Regions from separate parts of the Macaca mulatta genome. Here region 2 is linked to region 1. The links are chromatin contacts, called in public Hi-C maps. All regions are on one chromosome and are shown on one strand. Each heading gives the region's core, a stretch centred on a gene start, on an enhancer-like site or on the middle of the called end of the contact. The rest is flanking DNA. Distances are from core to core; before and after follow the strand shown.

Region 1 (5,629 bases), core at 2,327-4,826:
GATCTAAAAATCAAACCATTCGAACTCATGGAGACAGAAAGTAGAAGGATGATTACCAGAGGCTGGGAAGGACAGTGGGGACTGGAGGAAGGTGGGGAGGGTAATGGGTACCAAAAAAGTAGCAAGAATGAATAAGACCTAGTAGTTGATAGAACAGGGTGAGTACAGTCAATAATAATTGAATCGTACATTTTAAAATGACTAAAAGTATACTTGGATTATTTGTAATACAAGGATAAATGCTTGAGGGGATGGATACCCAACTTTCTATGATGTGATTCATACACATTACATGCCTGTATCAAAATCCCTCTTGTACCCCCTAAATATATACACCTACTATGTACACACAAATATTAAAAAGAAAAAAAAAAAGAAAAAGTCAGAAGTCTGAACTAGTTCCTTTGGTGTGATATTCTTGCTAACAGCTTCTTCATCTTTTATTTTGTGAATAAAAGGAGTGGGCATACTCTAAACAAAGCTTCTTTTATTAAGTGCCTTTTCATATTTGGAAAAATCCTTAATTTAGCCACCAGGAATTAGGCAATATCATTAAAGTACTATTTCACATCCTGAAAACAAGGAAGTATTTTTACTTTTTATTTTATTTAATTAATTACTTTATTTGAGATGGAGTCTTGCCCTGTTGCCCAGGCTGGAGTGCAGTGGGGTGACCTCAACTCACTGCAACCTCTGCTCCCCAGGTTCAAGCGATTATCTGGCCTCGGCCTACCGAGTAGCTGGGATTTCAGGCTCAGGCCACCATGACCGGCTAATTTATTTTTAGTAGGGCCGGGCGCGGTGGCTCAAGCCTGTAATCCCAGCACTTTGGGAGGCCGAGACGGGTGGATCACGAGGTCAGGAGATCGAGACCATCCTGGCTAACACCGTGAAACCCCGTCTCTACTAAAAATACAAAAAAACTAGCCGGGCGAGGTGGCGGGCGCCTGTAGTCCCAGCTACTCCGGAGGCTGAGGCAGGAGAATGGCAGAAACCCGGGAGGCGGAGCTTGCAGTGAGCTGAGATCCGGCCACTGTACTCCAGCCCGGGCTACAGAGCAAGACTCCGTCTCAAAAAAAAAAAAAAATTATTTTTAGTAGAGACGGGGTTTTGCCATGTTGCCCAGACTGGTCTGGTACTCCTGACATCAGGTGATCCGCCTGCCTCGGCCTCCCAAGGTGTTAGGATTACAGGCAGGAGCCACTGTGCCCAGCCTATTTTTACTTTTCAAAAAAATTGAACATATAAATATATTTTGAGGCGTGGTCTTGCTATGTTGCCCAGGCTGGTCATGAACTTCGGGGCTCAAGCAATCTTTCCGCTTCAGTCTCCAAAGCAGATAGGACAACAGGTGCACACCACCGCACCAGGCTCTTAACATTATTTTTAATTCACATGATGCAAAATTCAAAAGGCAAACTAAATTATAAAGGGCAAAAATCTCCTTCCCACCCTGTCTCACAACCAGACAGTTCCTTTCCCCAAAGAAACCAATGTTACCAATTTATTTTGTCTTTTCAAATAGTTTACACATACACATGTAAATATGAATATATCTTCCACCTTTTTGCACCAATAATAGAGTATATAAATTGTTCACAGCTTCATGGTATTGGATTTTATGGATGTACTATACTTTATTGAATCAGTCCCCTACTAACGGACATTTAAGGTTGTTGTCAATCTAATCTACAAACAATGCTGCAGTTAGCAATCTTGTACATATATTGTTTTACATGTGCACGAGTATATGTGAAGAAAAATTTTATTAAAATCAACGAATATTTCCAAAATGCCCCCAATAAATTTTATACCAATCTTGCACTCTTCTCTACAATATGTAAGTCAGGGACAGTTTTAGATCAGGAAGGTATGATATGGAAGATGGGGACACAATGTAAATTTAAAATGCTACCCACTTGGCTATGGTTTTAGAATCCTTAAGAATCAAAGGGCCAGGGGGTGTGGCTTCCGTCTGTAATCCCAGCACTTTGGGAGGCCAAGGCGGGCGGATCACAAGGTCAGGAATTCGAGACCACCCCGGCCAAGATGGCCAAACACCGTCTCTACTAAAAATACAAAAATTAGTCTGGCGTGGTGGCGTGCGCCTGTAGTCCCAGCTACTACGGGAGGCTGAGGCAGAAGAATCGCTTGAACCCGGGAGGCGGAGGTTGCAGTGAGCTGAGATCGCGCTAGTGCATTCCAGCCTAGGCTACAGAGCGAGAATCCGTCTCAAAAAAAAAAAAAAAAAAAAAAAATCAAAGGGCTCACAGAGGAAAATAGTATTACCAAACACAATTTGTCTAGACACTGAGATAAGCTGAACTAATTAACCTCTTTGCCTTTTCAGTCACTAAGATAAGTGCACCAAAATCAATTAGAATTTACTGAATCAATTAGAATTTCCTTAGAATCAATTCAGCGGTGATGACAGGGACCATTATGATGCAGAGTATATACTGAGGTCTGTGGGTCGCAGGGCTCAGAGGATTATCGCCGCAGCGTTGTTCGGCACGAAAAGGCCATTGTGGACAATGGACGTGAAAAAATTTGAGGCCTCTGTGGGTTTTCTCGATGTCAAAAAGTTTCTCAGTACCTGGAAGGTAAAACATACTTGCTGCAATCAGATGCTTGGCATATTAAGCGTTGGAATTCTCTCTGTGTGCCCTGCCTCGTGAGCAGTAGGGAGGAACTCAGGCTCAGACAGTCGCTGAGCTGTAGATACATTCCCAGGCTCCCTGCCGGACCCCACAACATCCGGCCTTTTTTGTTTTTTTCTTTTTTTTTTTTTTTTGGAGACGGCGTTTCAGTCGGTCGCCCAGGCTTGAGTGCAGTGGCGCGATCTCGGCTCACTACAACCTCCGCCTCCTGGGTTCTAGCGATTCTCCTGCCTTAGCCTCCTGAGTAGCTGGGATTACAGACGCGTGCGACAACGCCCGGCTAATGTTTTTTGTATTTTTAGTACAGATGGGGTTTCACCATGTTGGCCAGGCTGGTCTCAAATTCCTGACCTCAAGTAATACACCCGCCTTGGCCTCCCAAAGTGCAGGGATTATAGGCGTGAGCCACCACGCCCGGACTTTTTTTTTTTTTTTTTTCAACAGGGTCTCTGCAGTGGCGACTCTGGCTTACTGCAACCTCTGCGCCTAGCTCAAGTGATCCTCCTGCCTCAGCCTCCCGAGTAGCTGGGACTACAGTCGGGGCCACCACGCCGGGCTAATTTTTTTTTTTTTTTTTTTTTTTTAGAAACGGGGTTTTGCCGTGTTCCCCAGGCGGGTGTGGAACTCCGGAGCTCAGGTAATTCGCTCGCCTCGGCCTGCCAAAGTGCCGGGATTACAGGCGTGAGCCACCATGCCCTGCCCACCAGACCTTTTTCTAATTCGGCTTCCTAGCAACGTGCAGAGGCCCGGCACCAGGGTACAGGCAGGTCACGTGACACCACCTCTTCACGTGACGCAGACTCGAGCGGGAGGAGGGCGGTGCTCCAGCTGCATTGCGTCATCACGTCGCGCGGCCGCAGGGACCAGACCTGGACGGCTCCAGAGCCTCCAGAGCCTCCGGGTGGGGGCGGCGGCGGCGGCTCTTCGGCTCTTCCTGAGCCGCCTGCTGGCCCCGCGCCCCACTCCATCCCCACAGGCTGGGGACGGGCCCGGCGCTGCTGTGTGGGCTCGGGAGCGGAGGTGAGTTGCGCGGAAGTGATGGCAGTCAGCCCTTCCCTTCCTGTCCGTCAACTCCGGGTTATGGCCCTACCCCCCATCCTTGGTCTCCCTGTAAGGCGGAATGGGAGACATGCCGGAGAGAGGAGGAAGGCTGGCGGGGGGGCGGGGCATCTGGCCTCAGTCGCCCTCTCAACTCTCCCCTGAATTGCCCCCCTGCGATACCTCCATCTGGCGGCGCCGGTCATATGCCTGGTGGTATCAGAAGGAAGGAGTTCGTTTCCTTCTCTAGAATGTAGTCTTTCCGGAATTTACTACCCCATTCCTGCCCCGAATCTCCCGAAGTGGAATCCCTCTATTCAGATGTTAACGGAAGTTCTAGAAAATAGGTCACTTCAGAAGGGTGAGGGTGAAGGATATGCTGAGACTTGGAGTGTTGAGGCAGGAATCCCCTAGAAGGAAGGCCACTCTGCACTAGGGGTACTGTCATTTTGGCACGGAAACGATAAAACACCCCCCAGGCTGTCTTCACTGTAAATGGACGTTTGTTCCAGACTCTTTTTGCACCCCTAGAGTTGAAACTAAGTTGACTTAAGTCTTTTTGAAAAACATATGCTTTGATGAATCACCCCCTTTTCTGCAAAATGGGTCATGCAGTTGTTGGAGGGATTATCTATAGTGCTTATAGAGTAAAATGCCAACTATAAACAGAAGTAGATGAGAATTTAGGATCTCATTTTTCCTGTTGAAAAATTACTTGTGAGTTGCGAACTTCTGGAGACCACAGTTTTATTTCCTGCCGTCCCCCTACCCCCGCCCCGCCGGATCGTTTCAGAAAGTTTTGGATTCCAATATTGATTCGTTAACCAGTAATGGACATTTACAGATATAGAGTAGGAATACCCTCTTGTTGAGGAGCTTCAATATCTTAAGCAAGTGTAAGTCCATCGGTAACTTGCGTGGTTTCCACTATTCAGTTAGGGTAATAGGTCAATTGAAGTTTCTTTCTTTCTTTTTTTTTTTTTTTTTTTGAGACAGAGTCTCGCCCTATTGCCAGGCTGGAGTGCGGTGGTGTGATCTCATCTCAATTCAACCTCCACCTCCTGGGTTCAAGCGATTCTCGTGCCTCAGCCTCCTTGGTAGCTAGGATTACAGGCGCGCGTCACCACACCTGGCTATTTTTTGTATTTTTAGTGGAGGCTAGGTTTCACCATGTTGGCCAGGCTGGTGTCAAACTCCTGACCTCAACTGATCCACCCATTTCAGCCTCCTAAAGTGCTGGGATTACAGGCGTGAGCTACTGGGCCTGGCCTGAAGTTTCATTTTAAGAAGAAATCCAGATATAGCTGAAAGTCATCAGACATAATTATTTGGCTACTTCTTTAGAAAAAAGTTTATTTTTACTGACTGGCCTTTCTCTCTCTAAGTTGAAGTTGAATACACACTTATTCTTACATTAAATTGTAAACATTCATTGTGCAACTTCTAGGATAGAAAGCATACATATAAAGCAGGATCCTCAGCCTCTAAATACTTATCTACTTAAGGATATTAAATAGTAATGATATAACACCTTTAAGAAATTGTATATTTTCAATTTGTCATTTGAGACAAGAACCTTGTGAAGATTTACAGGACATATATTGTTTATCTCTACTTACGTTTCAGCATTGATCATAATAAATGTCAAGTGGTAGGGACACTCCGTGGTAGAGGAATTCAGAGAAAGAAGAGAGAACTTTTACATGTACTAGATAGTGGCTAGATAGTGGTGGTGATGCCAGGCATAGGAGTGCCCTCAACTTGTGTCTGTTTGGGTCTGAGGGAAGCCTCTTAGGTTCTTAATTTGTAAAACTAATTAAATATGTTCAGTTTCCCTAGTTCTTTGAATATGCTCATTGTTTTTTTTCTCTTGTAGCTTCAGAATCCAAGGACCCATTTTGTTTTTTCTCCGCACTGCTTTATGGGAGGCA
Region 2 (5,470 bases), core at 1,998-4,497, 44 kb before region 1:
GCTCTATTGCCCAGGCTGGAGTGCAGTGGCACAATCATGCCTCGCTGCAGCGTTGATCTCCCAGGCTCAAGTGATCCCCCCACCTCAGCCTCCTTGGAATCTAGGACTACAGGCCAGTGCCATCGCACTCGGCTAATTTTTGTGTTTTTGTAAAGACAGCATTTTGCCATGTTGCCCAGGCTGGTCTCAAACTCCTGGGCTCAAGTGATCCATCTGCCCCAGCCTCCCAAAGTGATAGAATTACAGGTGTGAACCCAGTCTCTTCTATTCTTTATTGTATACCCAGTAGGAAATCCTAAACTTAAAAGACTGGGTTAAATAAAAATTCAGAAATGTCTATCTTTTCCTCCAAACAAGGAGTAATGAAAGATTACTGTGAGTCATGGTGGAGTGGAATTCTCCACAGAATCTGAGACAGGAAGACCTGCAGATCATCTGGTCCCATCTCTATCCTACTCAAGGCAGCAGCCCCTTCCCACCACTCCTGCAGCATTCATTTTCAGGAACAAAGGAGCTTTCCCACAATTACTGAGTCTGACGCTTAGTTTCCAGGATAAACCCGTACCCAACCATTCTGTCCTGTGGTTCCCAGTGATACACTCAAACTTGTTAGAATGTGTCACTTTGGGGTTCAGAAAATGCAATCACTGAGAGAAGCCCGAGTAGTAGTTATGCTCTCCTTTGGTTCCATACCTCCCCCTCTTGCCACATCTATCCACTAGAGGGAGGAAGGCCTAGAACCTCTTTAGCCAGAGCAGGGCAGTAGCAAGGATCAGTAGTGTGGCTTCTTAACCAAGCCAGCAGTGGGGGTGTCAGAAGCACCGAAACATAATCGCTTCATTCTCTCAGAAAAGAGGAAGGGTCTCTTCCTTCCCCTTTTCAACAGTCTCTGCATGGATTGGCACGTCACCATGCGCTGGTGCACTCACTTCCCTCAAGTCAGTGTGCAGGCTGCTTCAAAAATTCAGAGGAACGTGTACTGGGGTCTTAGGAACATTTTCAGCCAGTGCAGAGGAAAAGGAAAACTAAGTATCTCTTGAATCATTCAGAGTTCACCAAATACAACTGAAAACTGGGGGCTCCAATGTCCCTGCTACCCCGGTGGTATTAGTTTAAGATGTTGACATTGAGGCCGGGCGCGGTGGCTCAAGCCTGTAATCCCAGCACTTTGGGAGGCTGAGACGGGCGGATCACGAGGTCAGGAGTTCGAGACCATCCTGGCTAACACGGTGAAACCCCGTCTCTACTAAAAAATACAAAAAACTAGCCGGGCGAGGTGGCGGGCGCCTGTAGTCCCGGCTACTCGGGAGGCTGAGGCAGGAGAATGGCGTAAAAACCCGGGAGGCAGAGCTTGCAGTGAGCTGAGATCCGGCCACTGCACTCCAGCCTGGGCGACACAGCGAGACTCCGTCTCAAAAAAAAAAAAAAAAAAAAAAAGATGTTGACATTGACATCTGCAGAGATCTCATCCATCACTGTACATCAACAAGCAAATGTCATTCTAGTTGAGAAACTCATGTGTGAGAAAGAATGGTCATCTTAGGAAATCTGTAGCTCCAGCGGCTCCTGATGTCTTTTCCTGCCGCCTCCTGTCCCATGCTTGTGCCTCAGACAGAGCTCATTCCTAAAACCCTAGCTGACCCTCTGTGCTGTCTTTTTTTGTTTGTTTGTTTGTTTTTTGAGATGGAGTCTGGCTCTGTCGCCCAGGCTGGAGTGCAGTGGCCGGATCTCAGCTCACTGCAAGCTCCGCCTCCCGGGTTTACGCCATTCTCCTGCCTCAGCTTCCCGAGTAGCTGGGACTACAGGCGCCCGCCACCTCGCCCGGCTAGTTTTTTTTTTTTTGTATTTTTTAGTAGAGACGGGGTTTCCCGTGTTCGCCAGGATGGTCTCGATCTCCTGACCTCGTGATCCGCCCGTCTCGGCCTCCCAAAGTGCTGAGATTACAGGCTTGAGCCACCGCGCCCGGCCTGTCTTTTAAGTTATAATAGTAACTGCCATCTGTTGAATATTTTGCTTTATGACAGGCACTACATTAAGCACGTTAGCATATGTCAATTGAAGCCTCACGCTAAGGCTATGAACTAGATACTATCTGTCTGTAGATAATATATATCCATCTGTAGATGAAGAAACTAAGGTTGAGTAAGCTATCTAAGGTCACAGAGCCAATAAGTGCTAGAGGCAAGATTCTTATTCTGTACACTCTGCCTCAAAAGTCAATTTCTTTGACCCTAAGGGCACAAGAACCCAAATCAGGATATGAAGCTTGGACTTTGAAGCCAAAGGAAGCTCCTGAATAATTCTGATAGGCTGACAGCTTGGCGCTGTAAACAAAATCAGTCTTTTGTCAAAAGGTACCAGGAAATGAAGTTGCCATGCCACTGTTCACTCCTGTAAGAGACTCCTCCGGGCTGTTCCATTCTCTTGCTGCAATTCAGCCGGTTGAAAAACTAAGGTGGCTACACAGCGATTAACTTCAGGCCCTTCTGCTCTACTTTGAGCCTGTCTCCGGTTCATCGTTAACACTCTCCGCTCAGCACCCGCAGACTCAAGAGATTTCCAATCCCCCAATTTAGCGTGGTTCTACCTTAGGCAGAACTCCCATCCTGTTCGGATATAAGCGGGTCGAAGTGGCAGGGACCACTTCTCTGGGAAGAGAGACTGGAGCTGCGGTCTTAAAAGATCTTGGGCCGAGTGCGGTGGCTCACGCCTGTAATCCCAACACGTTGGGAGGCCGAAGCGGGTAGATTATTTGAGGCCTGGAGCTCGAGACCAACCTGACCAACACGGTGAAGCTCGGTTTGTACTAAAAATAAAAAAAATAAAAAAATAAAAAAATTAGCCGGGCGTGGAGGCGCATGCCAGTAGTTCCAGATACTCGGGAGGCTGAGGCAGGAGAAACACTTGAACCTGGGAGGCGGAGGTTGCAGTAACCGAGATCGCGCCACTGCACTCCAGCCTGGGCGACAGAGAGAAAAAAATAAAAAGTTAAAAAATCTTGAATAAGCACCGGAGACCCTGAGCTACCGAGTAGCGGAATTCCCTTTCCGGGTGGGGCACAGAGAGGACCAGCCCCGCCTCTGCCGGGCCCCGCCCCCAACAGGCCCAGCCGCCGGCGCCTCCTGCTAGGCCCCGCCCCGGACAGACACCCCCCGCCAGGCCCCGCCTCCTGCCCCCCCGGCGCCGCGAGGTCCGGCCTCCTGCCCGGCCCAGCCTCAGGCCTGCCCGGCCCTCCGACCCGCCCCGCGGCGCACTGTGGGATCTGTCTGCTTGCCGGGTGGTGGAGGAAAAGGTGCTCCGTCATGGGGATCCAGCCGGTAAGACCCTCGTTCAGTATCCTCCACTGGGGGACCCCTCCCCATCTGGTTCTGGCCACTCAGCTCCGAACCAGGAGCTGTCGCTGTCGACCCCGCCCCGCAGGGCTCTGGGCCCACAGTGGATGCTGGGGTCCCGGTCCCGCACATCCGGGCTCGGGACCCTGTCAGGTTACTCCTCTGCCCTTGGCATGCCTCCGCGCTGGAGCTCGAGATCGCCACCCCTGGGACGGTCAGCACCCAAGCCCCGGGCTCTTTCCCAGCCTGGCGGTTACGCTGCCTCCTCTACCCACAGAGCCCAGTCCTGCTGGCCTCCCTGGGGGTGGGGCTGGTCACTCTGCTCGGCCTGGCTGTGGGCTCCTACTTGGTTCGGAGGTCCCGCCGGCCTCAGGTCACTCTCCTGGACCCCAATGAAAAGTACCTGCTACGACTGCTGGACAAGACGGTAAGTTGGGGAAGAAAGGGGCAGGGTGGAGGAGGGGACCAGAGTGCTTCTGGCATGGAGGGTACAGCACCCACGGTGGTTGGGATGTCCAAGGGACGTGGCAGCGCCAGGCGCGCTTGGTGAAACACTTGTGTCCTCCACCCTCCAGACTGTGAGCCACAACACCAAGAGGTTCCGCTTTGCCCTGCCCACCGCCCACCACACTCTGGGGCTGCCTGTGGGTAAGGAAAGTGTGGAATGGGTTCCTTTCCCTGGTATCCTCAGAAGGTGACTCCCCTCCTGGGGTCTCATGAAACAGGCTGCTTCAACCGGTTTACTCCACACACCATTCCCCTTCCCCCACTTGGCTCTGCATCCTCCAAGCTGTGAGGTGCCACTGGGCCCCTCTAGGGTGTGGCTTCCGTGGCCCCCAACCAGCTTTAACACTTAACAGTCTTGCCTCTTCCCTGCAGGATTTGCTAATTACTCCATCTGAGCAAGCACTACTAACTTTTTCCCATTGCCCAGACCCTTTTGACTCATCTGTCAAGGTCCTGGCAGTAACTGGCAGGAAACGCTGGAAATAAGCATTTCCTCAACTGGGGGCTTATGAGAGATCCAACTGAGGGTTCAACGGGGTGAATCTTCCCTGCCTGGTAACTCCTTGGAACCACAGCAGGAAGCAAGACATCTTGTTCTCTCAAATCTCTTTGAGTATTTTGAGGGATGCAGCACATCACAGACAGCCCTTATGTAGTTCTCTGCACGGTCCCCAGGCAAACATATCTACCTCTCCACCCGAATTGATGGCAGCCTGGTCATCAGACCATACACTCCTGTCACCAGTGATGAGGATCAAGGCTACGTGGATCTTGTCATCAAGGTAAGGGGCTAGGGAGGGACCCTGGGGCTGCTTACCCATTCTTTCTGGGATTTGTAGAAATTTCTAAGATGTGCCTGATAGCCGGAAATGGTATATACTTTGTGGATATGAAAAAAGTATGAGCTACTCGGGATACTGAGGCAGGAGACTCGCTTGAACCCAGGAGGCGGTTTCAGCGAGCCGAGATTGCGCCACTGCACTCCAGCCTGGGCAACAAGAGCGAAACTCTGACTCAAAAAAAAAAAGAAAGTATGTAGATGGGGAAAAGATAGCACATATCTGATCCCTGCCCCAGCCTCAGGGAGGTTTAGTCAACATGGGGCTCAGAAACCATTGACATTCCAAATAAGGTATTTTTCTCTCTGTCTTGTAAGGTCTACCTGAAGGGTGTGCACCCCAAATTTCCTGAGGGAGGGAAGATGTCTCAGTACCTAGATAGCCTGAAGATTGGGGATGTGGTGGAGTTTCGGGGGCCAAGCGGGTTGCTCACTTACACTGGAAAAGGTAATGACCTGTTTTCTCCTTGAACCTGTCTCCCACTTTATCAGTTCCCATAATAGTCCTCTTGGCACAGTATGGCTGTGTGTACACATGTGTGTGCATGTGTGTAAGGGCCGGGGCCGCCCTTCCTTCTAAACATAGCACTGATACGACAGAAAGGCATGTTTCTCAGCCCCATTTGCCACAGGAAGCAGTTCCTCCTCCACTTGAATTCCCTAGCCATGGCAGCTGTGGAGATTACTAAAGCAAACATGTGCCCCTCTTCCCCTCCTTCAAAAATTTGCCCCCCGGGGTGAGCTGTGGAGAGAGCCAGAGATAGCTTTCAGCCCTTCCCATGGGAACAGCTGG

What was found. A called contact is a pair of places that touch in the nucleus more often than the background predicts.
Region 2: a contact with region 1 is called in a Hi-C map of liver, with 2.5 times the contacts expected there. The contact joins the promoter of CYB5R1 here to the promoter of KLHL12 in region 1. A contact is called at or near these places in 2 of 14 Hi-C or Micro-C datasets (blood and liver).

Annotation. Positions count from the first base shown.
Region 1 is chr1:60,591,834-60,597,462 of T2T-MMU8v2.0, reverse strand. It overlaps KLHL12 (kelch like family member 12), which reads left to right and starts at 3,576. Exons shown (of 12, transcript NM_001266339.1): 1 at 3,576-3,680; 2 at 5,575-5,629. The coding sequence starts at 5,620.
Region 2 is chr1:60,635,542-60,641,011 of T2T-MMU8v2.0, reverse strand. It overlaps CYB5R1 (cytochrome b5 reductase 1), which reads left to right and starts at 3,247. Exons shown (of 9, transcript NM_001257476.2): 1 at 3,247-3,317; 2 at 3,610-3,759; 3 at 3,908-3,980; 4 at 4,515-4,621; 5 at 4,996-5,125. The coding sequence starts at 3,303.